Linked DNA regions of Mus musculus: regions 1 and 3 are each linked to region 2. A link is a contact called in public HiChIP or PLAC-seq and promoter capture Hi-C data. All regions are on one chromosome and are shown on one strand. The core of a region is the stretch at or near the end of the contact, and the rest is flanking DNA. Distances in the headings are between cores, read along the strand shown.

Region 1 (3,704 bases), core at 733-3,232, 200 kb after region 2:
CCTTGGATTGGAGGTTGGGGGTGATGATACCTTAGAAATCATGGGTAATTGTGGGGGATTTTAAGCTCAGGAATGATGTGGCCTGGTCTATATTTTAGGATGGGTTGGTTAAAAGAATAGGGCCAAATGCCTGCCAGGAAAGCAGACTGCAGACCAGGGTAAACAGACATGCTGGCACCGTGATGCCACTGGGGTGGGGTGGAGGTAGGGCAGGGGAGCCTGACTGGTCTCCATGGATGTTCTAAGCAGATGGTCCTTCCAATCTATGAACCCGAGGTATCCTAGGCATGAAGGAAGGATGGAACAGCCAGACAAGCTGCTGGTAGACACCCACAGGCACCTTGAGAGAGAAGCTGGGACCAGGGTCAGAGTACACAGGACTGCCCAGGAGAAACGTGGAGCAGGAAGTCAAAAGGGCACTGTTGGATCCCCAGGACACTTATTTAATGAGAGAGAGAGAGAGAGAGAGAGAGAGAGAGTGTGTATGTGTGTGTGAGTCAGTCCAAGAGCAAATGAAGGCTGTCTAGGAAAGTAAAAAGAAACCAGAAGAAAACCTGAGGAAGTGCCATATTCCACAGCAAAGTCAGTGTACTGGGACTGAACCCTGTAGCTTACCCATGAGGCTCTGGGGTGGGGGGACACTCAGGTCAGGGGTCAAGCCAAGTGCAGAGCAGTGAATCAACCCTTTTTTACCGTAGGACCCCAAATAGCTCAGTGAAGTACAAAAGCCACTGCCCACCTAGGGTAGGGACCTAGGAACCTAGACAGAACCCCAGAGTCCAAATGACTCCTACAAATAATTTTCACACAGCATTACCAGAGTACCACAGCGTGTCACAGAAGATAGCCCAGCACCCAGGAAGAGAAAACAATGCAGAGACAGCCAGCTGGCGCCATAGACTTAAGAACTTAAATTATCACCTACAGACTGTGAAATAATGGTGCTCGCACTCTGTGCTTAAGAAAAAAAAAAAAAAAAAGCAAAAAACAAACGATGCTTGAAAATTATTCCCAGCAGGAGACAAAAGATGGACAAAAACAGAAGAAATGAGATAAAACGTATCACTGTGATTTTGATATTTATAAAACTCTCAAAATCGTGCCTGGCACATGGTAATTAGATTTAAGTATATGCTTTTAGGATCCTCTTTGAAAGAATGATGTTCAAAATGAGGATGTTTTCAGGCAAACAAAAGCAGTATTCCCCACACGATACAGGGTAGGGTTGCAATGCTTTTCTCACCAACCAAGGGGACGGTCAAATTAAAATAAATCCAGGCTGGAGCTGCCCAGTGCAATAGCCTGCAGCCACGCGTGGCTATCAAAAAACAAACTCTAGAAAACTAAAAGTAAGTAAGATGACTGTGCTTCTCTGTTAGGCACGTCACGCGTGGGTCAGCCATCCAGTAACGCCATGGCAGCTGCTCTATAGGGAATGCGCCCGTCACCACCGAGCAGTTTTGAAGAGTCAGGTTGTAAGGGGGGAAGCAGAATGCAGTCGCGTAGAGAGAGCTGGAGCATTCCCATCAAGCAGATGTGGAGCATACATGAGCTTTTCACAGCCAAAGCCGTAATAGGGACTCTTCCCTCGTTTCCAGAACTGGACTTCCATAAAATGAAATTACAACGAACATATTCTCACAACCATTAGGGAAATGAAGCTACAAACACAGACACAACTTTCAAATCCCTTTCACTTTTGAGCTGAGTTTTAGGCCAGCTTGGTACATGATAATCACATATAACTATATGCTCTTAAAATCCTATTTGAACAAATATTTATAGAGTAAAGCCCAACCTCAAAACAGCAACAATAAGAATTTCCATTTTGGATCATCATCACACACAGATAGAAGAAATGGCTCAGGGGGTAAAGAACACTTGCTGTGTGAGCCTGAGGCCCTGAGTTCAGATCCAGCACACACGTGTTGTGGATGGACCTGATGCTGTTTGTATGTTGACACTAATTCCACTCTCCTGGGAGGGGCTGCGGACAAGGAGTGAGTCATCCTCAGGTGACTTCTTGTGAACCAATCCCCTAATGAATAAAGGAGCCAACCACTGGGTGAGTAGGTGGGACTTCCAGGTTGGACAGGAAGCAGGAAAGAGTTAGGTCTTTTTGGATAGAGATAGAGTGAGGACAACAAGATGTAGCTACAAGTGTCTCCTGGTTTCAATGGCGGATCCGTTAGGATTTGCCACCTGAGGATTTAGATGTAATAAGGCTTTCCAGGTTAGGATTTTAGTTGTTGCACCCAGCGACTGAGTTACTGTTGTTTCTGAACTAAGTTTATGTTGTGTTTTCCTTCATGCGGCACCTCATCTGGGTTCAAGAGAGAAAGGTATGGCATCAAAGCATGGGTTTGTCAGATGTGCCACAAAAGTCATGGGGAATTTGAAGCATGGGGCTGGCGTGGTAACGACCCACCAGTGGGAACCTAGTGAGCTGGGTGGAAAGATTTTGCAGCTCTGAGTCAGAATCTCCATGAGATAAAAACATGTTGGCCATTGCCCGCCAGTGCATGGCCAGCCAGGCCACTGGGGCAGAGAGTTGCTGATGCAAGCACAGGAATGTGCCTTTTTTTAAAAAAAAAATATTTCCCCGCAGCACACACGTGAGGAGTCTGGTACACACTGCTCCCGTAACTCAGCCCTGGGGCAGGGATGAAGAAGAAAAGGACCTCTGTCTGCAGCTCACCGGCGCCCAGCCTAGCTCCAAGTTCAGTGGGATGCAGACGGAAAAAACACACCAAGTAGTTAGCACCCCACACTGTGCGTTTCAAAGTTAAAGTGGTAAACTTTGTTTTCTATGTATTTTACCACACGTTATTATAATCCCACTTGGGAGATGGAAGCAATCGAGGTCAAGGTCACCTCAGCAGGATACTAAATTTGAGGCCAACCTGGGTCAGGAGGTAGCAGGTGACTGTAATCCCAGGGAGGTTGGTGGAGGACCTTTAGTTCAAGGTCAGTTTGGGCTATGTAGTAAGAGCCTCTCTTAAAAAACAAAATCAGTGTATGGTGGCTTTAATCCCAGCACTTGGAGGCAGAGGCAGGGGGATCTCTGAGAGTTCATGGGCAGCCTGGTCTACAGAGTGAGTTCTAGGACAGCCAGGTATATGTAGAGACCCTGTCTAAAAATTCCAAGAGAAAAAAAAGCAAACAACAAAACCAGTCAGGCATGGTGGTGGTAAGCCTTTATCCAAACACTCAAGAGACAGAGGCAGGAGGATCTCCGTGAGTTTGAGGCCAGCCTGGCCACATAGTGAGTTCTAACCTATCCAGAAGTACATGCTATGACTCCCAAGAAAAGAATCCACATAGATAAAAGTTCTTTTGGCACAAAAACAAAAAACAAAACTAATAGAAGTTAGTTTGGTAAAAACAAAAAACTAAACAGATTCACAAACCTCTCACAAGCCTATTCAAGAAATGGGCCAGACATTGTGGTGTCTATCTTTAATCCTAGCACTCCAGAGGCAGGTTCATCTCTGTGAGCTCAAGGTTAGCCTGGTCTAGCTAGGGATACACAGAAAAACCCCATTTCTAGATAGATGAAGGAAAGAATGGATGAATAATTGAAGCAGAGGCTGGAGAAATGGCTCAGCAGTTAAGAGCATTTTCTGCTCTTGGAGAGGACCTGTCTTCCACCACCAAATCAGGTAGCTCCTGCGATTCCATCTCCATGAAATCCTATTTCCTGT
Region 2 (3,332 bases), core at 475-2,974:
TAACTTGGGAGTTGCCAGTCTTTTTGCTGCTCTGCTCTGTTTCACTGCAGGAGAGAGTGTACCAGGTTTTTAGTCCATTTCCAAGACAGCCCGTTCCTGTTCTTCAGATCCTGTGTGGGAGACTTTTGATTTCCCAGGTGCTCAAGGTCATTTTTGGTCAGGTCCTAGGGTTTCATCCCGAAAACAGCTTGCATTGCAGCTTTAAAGGCTGACAGCACTAAGGCCCTGAATGACGGGTGAGTCTGCCACCCATTCGGGATTGAAGAAATTACCTCTTGACAGGCCCACTTCTGTATCTCTGCGGCCACATCATCTTTGCAAGTCTCACTTGCCACACTGCATGGTTGCATATAGGATCCCAGGTAGGACGCTGTCATTTCCTTTATGGAACTCAAACCTGTCACTTAGCATCTCTGTACTTCAGGTTGTCCTGGCTGTAAAATGGGTATAAGTAATGCTAATATTAAAGGAATTCGTTTTGACAGAATGGTTACAACAACATCTGGGACATAACAAAGGCTCAGTATTTAACTAGCTCTTGTCTTTTTTTTTTTAAGATTTATTTATTTTATTTATATGAATACACTGGCTGTCTTAAGACACACCACAAGAGGGCACCAGATCCCATTACAGATGGTCGTGAGTCACCATGTGGTTGCTGGGAATTGAACTCAGGACCTCTGGAAGAGCAGCCGGTGCTCTTAACCACTCTCCCTTTCTCTCGGCCCCTAGCTCTTGTCTTTACCACCAGCAAAATAATATTAATATTAACAGCACACAGCTCTTCTTACACCAGAAGCAAATCAGAAGCATTAGTGACCAGGCAGAGAAAGGGCAGCACAAAATGAACAGACAATTAGCTTTTCAGATAATACTACGGCAGCCAAAATTGCACTTAACTAAAGACTGTAAGGAAATTTGCTGGACCATGAATACACACAAGGTCACAGCATGCCAAAGAGAGGGAGCGCTAACAAAGGGTGGTATCCTGCATCCAAATGAGAATCAATGATTTTTAACAGAAAAATCATACATTTGTCTGCAATCAAACTTAAGTCCTACTCATCAGGACTGGCTATCAAGACAATAATCTCTCCTGAGGGACTGCAAAAGCAGGCAGGCCCCACAGCACTCTCCCCCTCCAAACCAAGACACTTGTGTGGAGGAGCAAGGGCAGCTGGAGGAACAGGAAGAGTGGAAGAAGCAGGGTGATCATGGTGAGAGGGAGACCGCGGAAAGGAGGTTGTGGAGTAGAAAGAGAATAGGGGGCGACCTAAGGAGGGAGAAGGAGGAGAGGGAAGAGAAAGAGCCGGGAGGGAAGGGGGAACAGAAGGATGGGGAGGAGGGGGCAGGGCAGGAGGAACTGGAGAGCAAGAGGAGGAAAGGAAGCTTGGGAAGGAGCCGGGAAAGGGGGGTGGGGGGATGAGAAGCCCACAGCAGGGGCCAGGGGTAGCTCGGGGTCCGCGTGGGTTGGCGTGGTGGAGCCAGCTAGTCCAGCCGCACCGTTTCGAGGCGCCGGCGTAGTTCACCAGCGCGGCGCGCAGACGGGGGCGCTGTGGTCTCGGATAGAAGAAGGAGCCGCCGGACCCGCCTCTTTCCCCGCCCGCCGGTGTCGCAGGGAAGCCTGGCGGAGCAGGCTCGGCCACATCGCGGCCGCGCGGGCACAGACGCCCAGCCGAGTGCGGACCGTGCGCCGCCTTTGTCCGCCGGTGGCAGCTGGTCTCGCGGCCGCCGCCCCGCGATGGCCCCGCAGCAAGGCCGGCCGGCGCTGCCCGCCCGCTGCGAGCCGCCGGCGGCGCCGCCGGTACCGCCTCGCCGAGAGCGCGGGGGGCGCGGGGCGCGCGGGCCCGGGGTGTCCGGGGGTCGGGGGCGCGCGGGCGGCGCCGAGGGACGCGGCGTCAAGTGCGTGCTGGTCGGCGACGGCGCGGTGGGCAAGACCAGCCTGGTGGTCAGCTACACCACTAACGGCTACCCCACCGAGTACATCCCTACGGCCTTCGACAACTTCTCGGGTGAGCGCCGGGCGGGGCGCGGCCTCGGGCTGGGAGGCGCGGGGCGGCGCGGGTCTCGGGGCAGCGGCTCGGCGAGGTGGCAGCGGGGTGTCCGACCGGTCTGGCTCCGGGATTCCGGAGCGAGCTGCAGCTCAGGTGGCCTTCCCACCTGCGCCCTCCGGGGCGGCTCACTTCCAGCGGATCTTCGCCTGGAGCAACCCGGATTGCTCCCGTGTGTGAGCCGGCCAGGCGCACCAAGGAGGGCTGGGGCTTGCGAGAACGTTCCTTTCTTCTGAGCCCAGCGCCTGCCTGGCCTGCGCCCCGCCTGCGCTGTCTCGGTTTCTGACGGTTGGCCCAGTCCCTCCAGCTTGGCGTTTAGTTACAGCAAGTTCTCAAGGGTGGGTGGGTTCGTGGATCACACAAAGATAACAAAAGTAAAGCAATCATTTCTCTTGATTTTTTAAAAAGTCTTTCAGGAATTTAAGAAAAAGTTACAAAAAAAAAATCACATTAAGCTAGTGTGAAAAATCTTCCTCCTAAAAAATTTACCTCCGACTTCCAGTCTCCGTGGCCAGTCTCTAATTTCAGAGACCCTATGGATAAAACAGAAGTGCATGGTGCCCCCTCCACCGCTCACTAGCATAAACATTTATAAACAACCAGAAATGCTATCAGAAGGAGACAAATTGCCTAATATAAGCTGAAACCTCCGAGTCTTTACTGGATGGGGGGTCCTTGCTCTCACCCTATCTCTGGACCCTGGGGGAAAATCTGTGTGGCTTCTCTCTGCCAGCTTTTCTTAATCCTCTTTTTGAACTGACAGAGAGAAGTGCCCATTTCCACACACGCACGGGTGATAGGCCGCCTGTGTTTGCACAAGTTCTCAAAACTGCTGGAGTTTTATGATAAACCCTGAAGCAGGGAGATTTTTTTTTCCCAAGAGAAAACAGGATTATCTATGAGGTTGTCCACTGATTTAAAAGTGCAGAGTTGGTTTCCCACCTTGTGTTGTTTCTAGGCTCTTTGAAACAAGGGTGACAGGAAAATTAATCTTCCAGGCTTGAAAGGAAAACAAGCCTTCCGGGGCACCTTCTGGAGGTCAGGGCTTTGCTGCTTCATGCTCTGTGGTGGAGGGAGCCCCCCACCTTGGAACATTTGTACACTTCCATGGGTTTCTGGGCGTAGCCAAGTCCTTAGTTCACTAAGAGAACCCAGAGCAGGAACTGCCAATCTGCTGAGAGGGTAAAAGATGTCCTGATAATCATCTTGCTCTTTTTTTTTTTTCTTTCTCCCAAGCCGTGGTGTCTGTAGATGGGCGGCCTGTGAGACTCCAGCTCTGTG
Region 3 (3,830 bases), core at 1,156-3,655, 170 kb after region 2:
AAAGTTATTTCTTATCTTTTCTTTGCCTTTCAGATTTCTTGTTTAAATTCTTGGTCATCGGAAATGCGGGAACTGGCAAATCTTGCTTGCTTCATCAGTTCATTGAAAAGAAATGTGAGTAACACCAGGCATCTTAACAGCACATGTGAACCACCCGCATGCACGTGCTTCTGGGAGAGCTGGGCTCGCTGGCACACAGCACGGACTTGCTCACGGGAAAGCAGAACTTTCCGAGGGGAAATTCCTTTTTAAATGTATGTGCATTGGTGTATCGCCTGCATGTTTGTCTGCGTGAGGGCATCAGGTCCCCTGGAACTGGAGTTACAGAGAGTTGTGAGCTGCCCCGTGGTTGCTGGGAATTGTACCAGGATCCTCTAGGAGAGCAGCCAGTGCCCTTGACCTCTGAGCCATCTCTCTGGCCCCAAGACTTCCCTCTTAAAAATTTATTATTTGAAAATTTCATACATGTATATTTTGATCATCTCCTCCCCCATTTCCTTATCTCTTCCCCTCCCTCTAGGACCCTCTTCCTAACATACCCCCACCCTCTAGAACCTCCCCCTGGGACCCTCTTCAAAGTAACCCCCCAGCACCCCAATATCACGGACTTATTTGTGTAGTCACTTATTAAGGTCACTTGCATATTTGTGTGGGGTCATTTACAGGATCATGGCACAGGCAGCTTACCAGTGGCTACACCCCTGAATCTAAACAACTCTCCCTCCCTTAGCTGCCATTAACTGCTAATGTCTCCTCAGCCGGTGCAGCCTTGCCTAATGAGCCCCTCACCCTTCTAGGCTGGAATGCTGATGGGCTCGATTTTGTGCAGGCTTTACACAGGCCACATGGCACCGGTGCTGTGAGCTCGTGAGTGCAGTGGCCACATCATGTCCAGACATGTGTAGTTCATAGCGCTCCTCCCCGCCCCATGGCTCTTATATCTTTCCCCTGCCCTCATTCCCCCATCCCAACACTTCTCTGTGAGCGACCCTCAGCTCTTATTCTCAGCACTTTGAGCAGCTGTGAGTCTGCGTTAAAAGGAAGGTTCTCTGACCAAGGTTGTGAGCAGCCCTAACCTCAGAGTATACATGTAAACAGTTAGAAGGCTCTTTAACAACACGTCCATTTAGCAACACAACTATAGTAAGTTCCCCAACTAAGCCCTCTAAACTGTTCAGCATGGGCTCTTGACCAGGATTGCAGAACCATTATGAATTTTCTCCTTTGAGGCAGGCCTCAGATCCAGTCTGAGTGGTTGGTTCCTCCTGTAACAGTCACGTTACTGTTGTACCAGTGGCACATCCTACCGGGTGGTCAGCATTGTAGCAGCAGGGTCTACTGCCGGGTAAGAGGACTTTTAAGCAGCACTACGAGGTTGTGGTTTTTTGTTTTGTTTTTAAATACAAGGTCACATTATGTAGCCTTGGCTAGCCTGAAACTTGCTGCATAAACCTGAATGGCCCTGAACTCAGAATGGCCATTCACCCAGTGCCTCTGCCTTCTGAGTGCTGGGATTAAAGGATTTGGCACCATGTCCATATAGGTTGTATTCTTAAACCTTTACATGATGGCGTTTTTATTAAGTTAGTGTTTCGGTTCAATGGCAGCTTGGTGTATACTGTTTTCTCACCCTTACCCTAAGATGGTGAGCCCAGCAAAGGATTCTTCAATAGGACTCTGTTTGCTGGTAGAGTAGCCAGATAGACATCAGAGTGCAGTTGGGTGGGTTGTAGCCTTCAGTTGCCCTGGGTGCCTCCAGTGCCTCTGAGGCCCTTTGTCCCTATCCTGTCCTGCTCTGCGGGCCAGGAAGAAGAATGGAAATGACCCAGCTAGCGGGGGATGTCTGTTACAGAGGACGCTGGACCACAGTGCCACGTGCTTACCTCGGCTCACAGCATTTAGGGAAGGGAGATCCGATCTTTCTTCCACACTGTTTTAAGACTGTGGAAGCCTGTAAGTTCGAAAACCCTTAGAAAACGTGAAACTGTGGTCATGGTGTGAGGAACTGTGGAGACCTGCTCATTAGGGCAGTCAGAGGCAGGCTCAACACAGACCTGGCTTAATAAATTACATCTAAGGAGGGGAACCCCTCAGGTTGGGGGAGGGAGAGAGACAGAGCATCTTGGCAAAGAATGAAAGACATTTCTGGAATTTCTTCCATCAGGACCCATCAGTGCTGAGCTGGTCAGATCCTCTGCCCTGCATGTGCTGTAGCATGGCTTACCAACAGCATCCTCTGAACCTTCACTTATTTTTGATTTTTGGAAATGGTTCACCTCTCATCCTTTAGCTCTCTGGCTGCCCAGGAACTTCGTACACAGCCAAGGTGGCATCGAACTCACGCCTCGGCCTTGCCTCAGCCCCCCCAGCTGCTGGGATTGCAGGCATGAACCAGCAGATGGCACCCTTCCCGTGTGCACAGTGCCTGCTCGTGGTCCTTTCAGGCTTGTTAGCACACTGCACTGCTCCATCTCTGAGAATAGTTAACAGCCAGACAGGTTGCATATCCGTTCCTGCCTGTCCCCAGAGCCTCAGAAGCAGCACACTCACCTTATTCAGTCACAGCAGCCTCCGCCCCATTACTGCTCACCTTACTTATTACTCACCTTAGTCGGCCTGGATTACTGCTTAGGCCTCCCTCTGCAGTTTGCTGGGGGGGCCGGAGGGGGTCCTTCCTACCTGATCACACACTTGAATCTTTCTGGCGCAGGCTGGATTATCTGTCTAACCTCTTGTCCATCCAAATATTCTTTTTTTAAAAAAGCATTACCATGCAGCACCCCTGGTTGCTGAAGCTGTGTCCAGGCATGAGCTGAGCTGAGAGACAGCCAGTGAGGTGCAGCGTTCTCTCGAAGTCATGGCTTCCTCACAGCTATCCTGTACTGATGGCATGCCCCAGATGAGTTTAGAAGAGATAGGACTGGTTTCTCCAATAAACCCACGGAAACATTTGCTGTGCTCTGCTAGAACTAATGGACACTTGGTAATACACATAGGAAAGAACCAAATGGGGAAAAAAAAAAAGATTTGTCCAGACAGACCCCAATCAGAGTGCTATGGTCAGGTTATCTTTGGGGTCTCCTCTGCTCCAGAATAACACTTGACCACCTTGCTGCTGATCAAGTGCCCAGCTAGTTACCAGGCACATGCCCTACCACATGGCAGACCGGTTCCCATCAGGTTTCTGGCTGCTGGTGCAAGTCTTCTCGGCAGACAGTCTGGGATCTCAAGCTCAGGGCAGCCTCTTCCAGTAGCCATACCATGTGTTAGGAGACAGAGGAACTCTATTGTCTCGGTGAAAACAGAAATCGTGTCATATGCTTAGTACGGCCCATCAGCTGACTATTAGAGAATGGGCGGTTGAAGCAACCCGCCTTTTCACCTGCCAGGCCCCTGCCTCCCCTCCCCCAAACACCTCCCTTTTTACTGTTTTTTTAAATTAGTTTTCCAGCCCTTGGTCTATCTTAACGTTGCTGTTTAAACCTTGAACTGTTGCAGTCAGGTTCTAAAGTGTAATTATTTGTTCTTTGTTTTTCTTTTTAGTCAAAGATGACTCAAATCATACCATAGGAGTGGAATTTGGCTCAAAGATAATAAATGTCGGTGGTAAATATGTAAAGTTACAGATATGGGACACGGCCGGCCAGGAGCGGTTCAGGTAGCTTTCCTTCTTATTTACTGATAATGGTACTTGGAAGGCTTAGCCCAACTCCTTCACTGCGTGTGGTCTCAAACCAGCATGCACACGTAACTCAAAATCTGCAGCTCCATCCGGACGCTCTCACGTCTGAGGGCCCTGACTGGATCCCAGATACCAAAACAAACAAACC

What was found. Promoter capture Hi-C pulls out the DNA fragments that hold promoters and counts their contacts. HiChIP or PLAC-seq counts read pairs in DNA pulled down with a chosen protein or histone mark.
Region 1: an H3K4me3 HiChIP or PLAC-seq map of embryonic stem cells shows a contact between it and region 2, with 2.5 times the contacts expected there. The contact joins the enhancer-like site here to the promoter of Rhou in region 2. A contact is called at or near these places in 3 of 39 promoter capture datasets (cranial neural crest, liver and pre-B cells), 3 of 15 datasets of contacts at CTCF or cohesin (the NIH/3T3 cell line and embryonic stem cells), 8 of 484 Hi-C or Micro-C datasets (the AML12 cell line, the HL-1 cell line, bone marrow-derived macrophages and 5 more) and 12 of 115 datasets of contacts at active chromatin or transcription factors (astrocytes, bone marrow-derived macrophages, embryonic basal ganglia and 5 more).
Region 3: a promoter capture Hi-C map of embryonic stem cells shows a contact between it and region 2, with 5 times the contacts expected there. The contact joins the enhancer-like site here to the promoter of Rhou in region 2. A contact is called at or near these places in 4 of 39 promoter capture datasets (cranial neural crest, embryonic stem cells, liver and 1 more), 3 of 15 datasets of contacts at CTCF or cohesin (the NIH/3T3 cell line and embryonic stem cells), 8 of 484 Hi-C or Micro-C datasets (the AML12 cell line, Th2 cells, bone marrow-derived macrophages and 4 more), 10 of 115 datasets of contacts at active chromatin or transcription factors (embryonic basal ganglia, embryonic forebrain, embryonic hindbrain and 4 more) and 3 of 9 other capture datasets (adipose tissue, liver and pancreatic islet).

Annotation. Positions count from the first base shown.
Region 1 is chr8:123,847,504-123,851,207 of GRCm38.p6, forward strand. All of the region lies in intron 1 of Ccsap (centriole, cilia and spindle associated protein), which reads right to left. Among named protein-coding and RNA genes, the nearest start is that of Gm9901, 10 kb to the right of the region's middle. Within about 2 kb of position 1,983, at least 35 of the 459 cell types and tissues checked have an H3K27ac peak or open chromatin away from gene starts, as enhancers often do. A contact at or near this core is called in embryonic stem cells, where this site is marked.
Region 2 is chr8:123,652,205-123,655,536 of GRCm38.p6, forward strand. It overlaps Rhou (ras homolog family member U), which reads left to right and starts at 1,725. Exons shown (of 3, transcript NM_133955.4): 1 at 1,725-2,012; 2 at 3,288-3,332. The coding sequence starts at 1,742. Gm35874 (a long non-coding RNA gene) reads right to left here and starts at 532. Exons shown (of 3, transcript XR_388157.3): 1 at 273-532; 2 at 1-44.
Region 3 is chr8:123,823,781-123,827,610 of GRCm38.p6, forward strand. It overlaps Rab4a (RAB4A, member RAS oncogene family), which reads left to right. Exons shown (of 8, transcript NM_009003.3): 2 at 34-114; 3 at 3,544-3,658. Among named protein-coding and RNA genes, the nearest start is that of Gm51601, 8.4 kb to the right of the region's middle. Within about 2 kb of position 2,406, at least 20 of the 459 cell types and tissues checked have an H3K27ac peak or open chromatin away from gene starts, as enhancers often do. A contact at or near this core is called in cerebellum, cerebral cortex and embryonic stem cells, where this site is marked.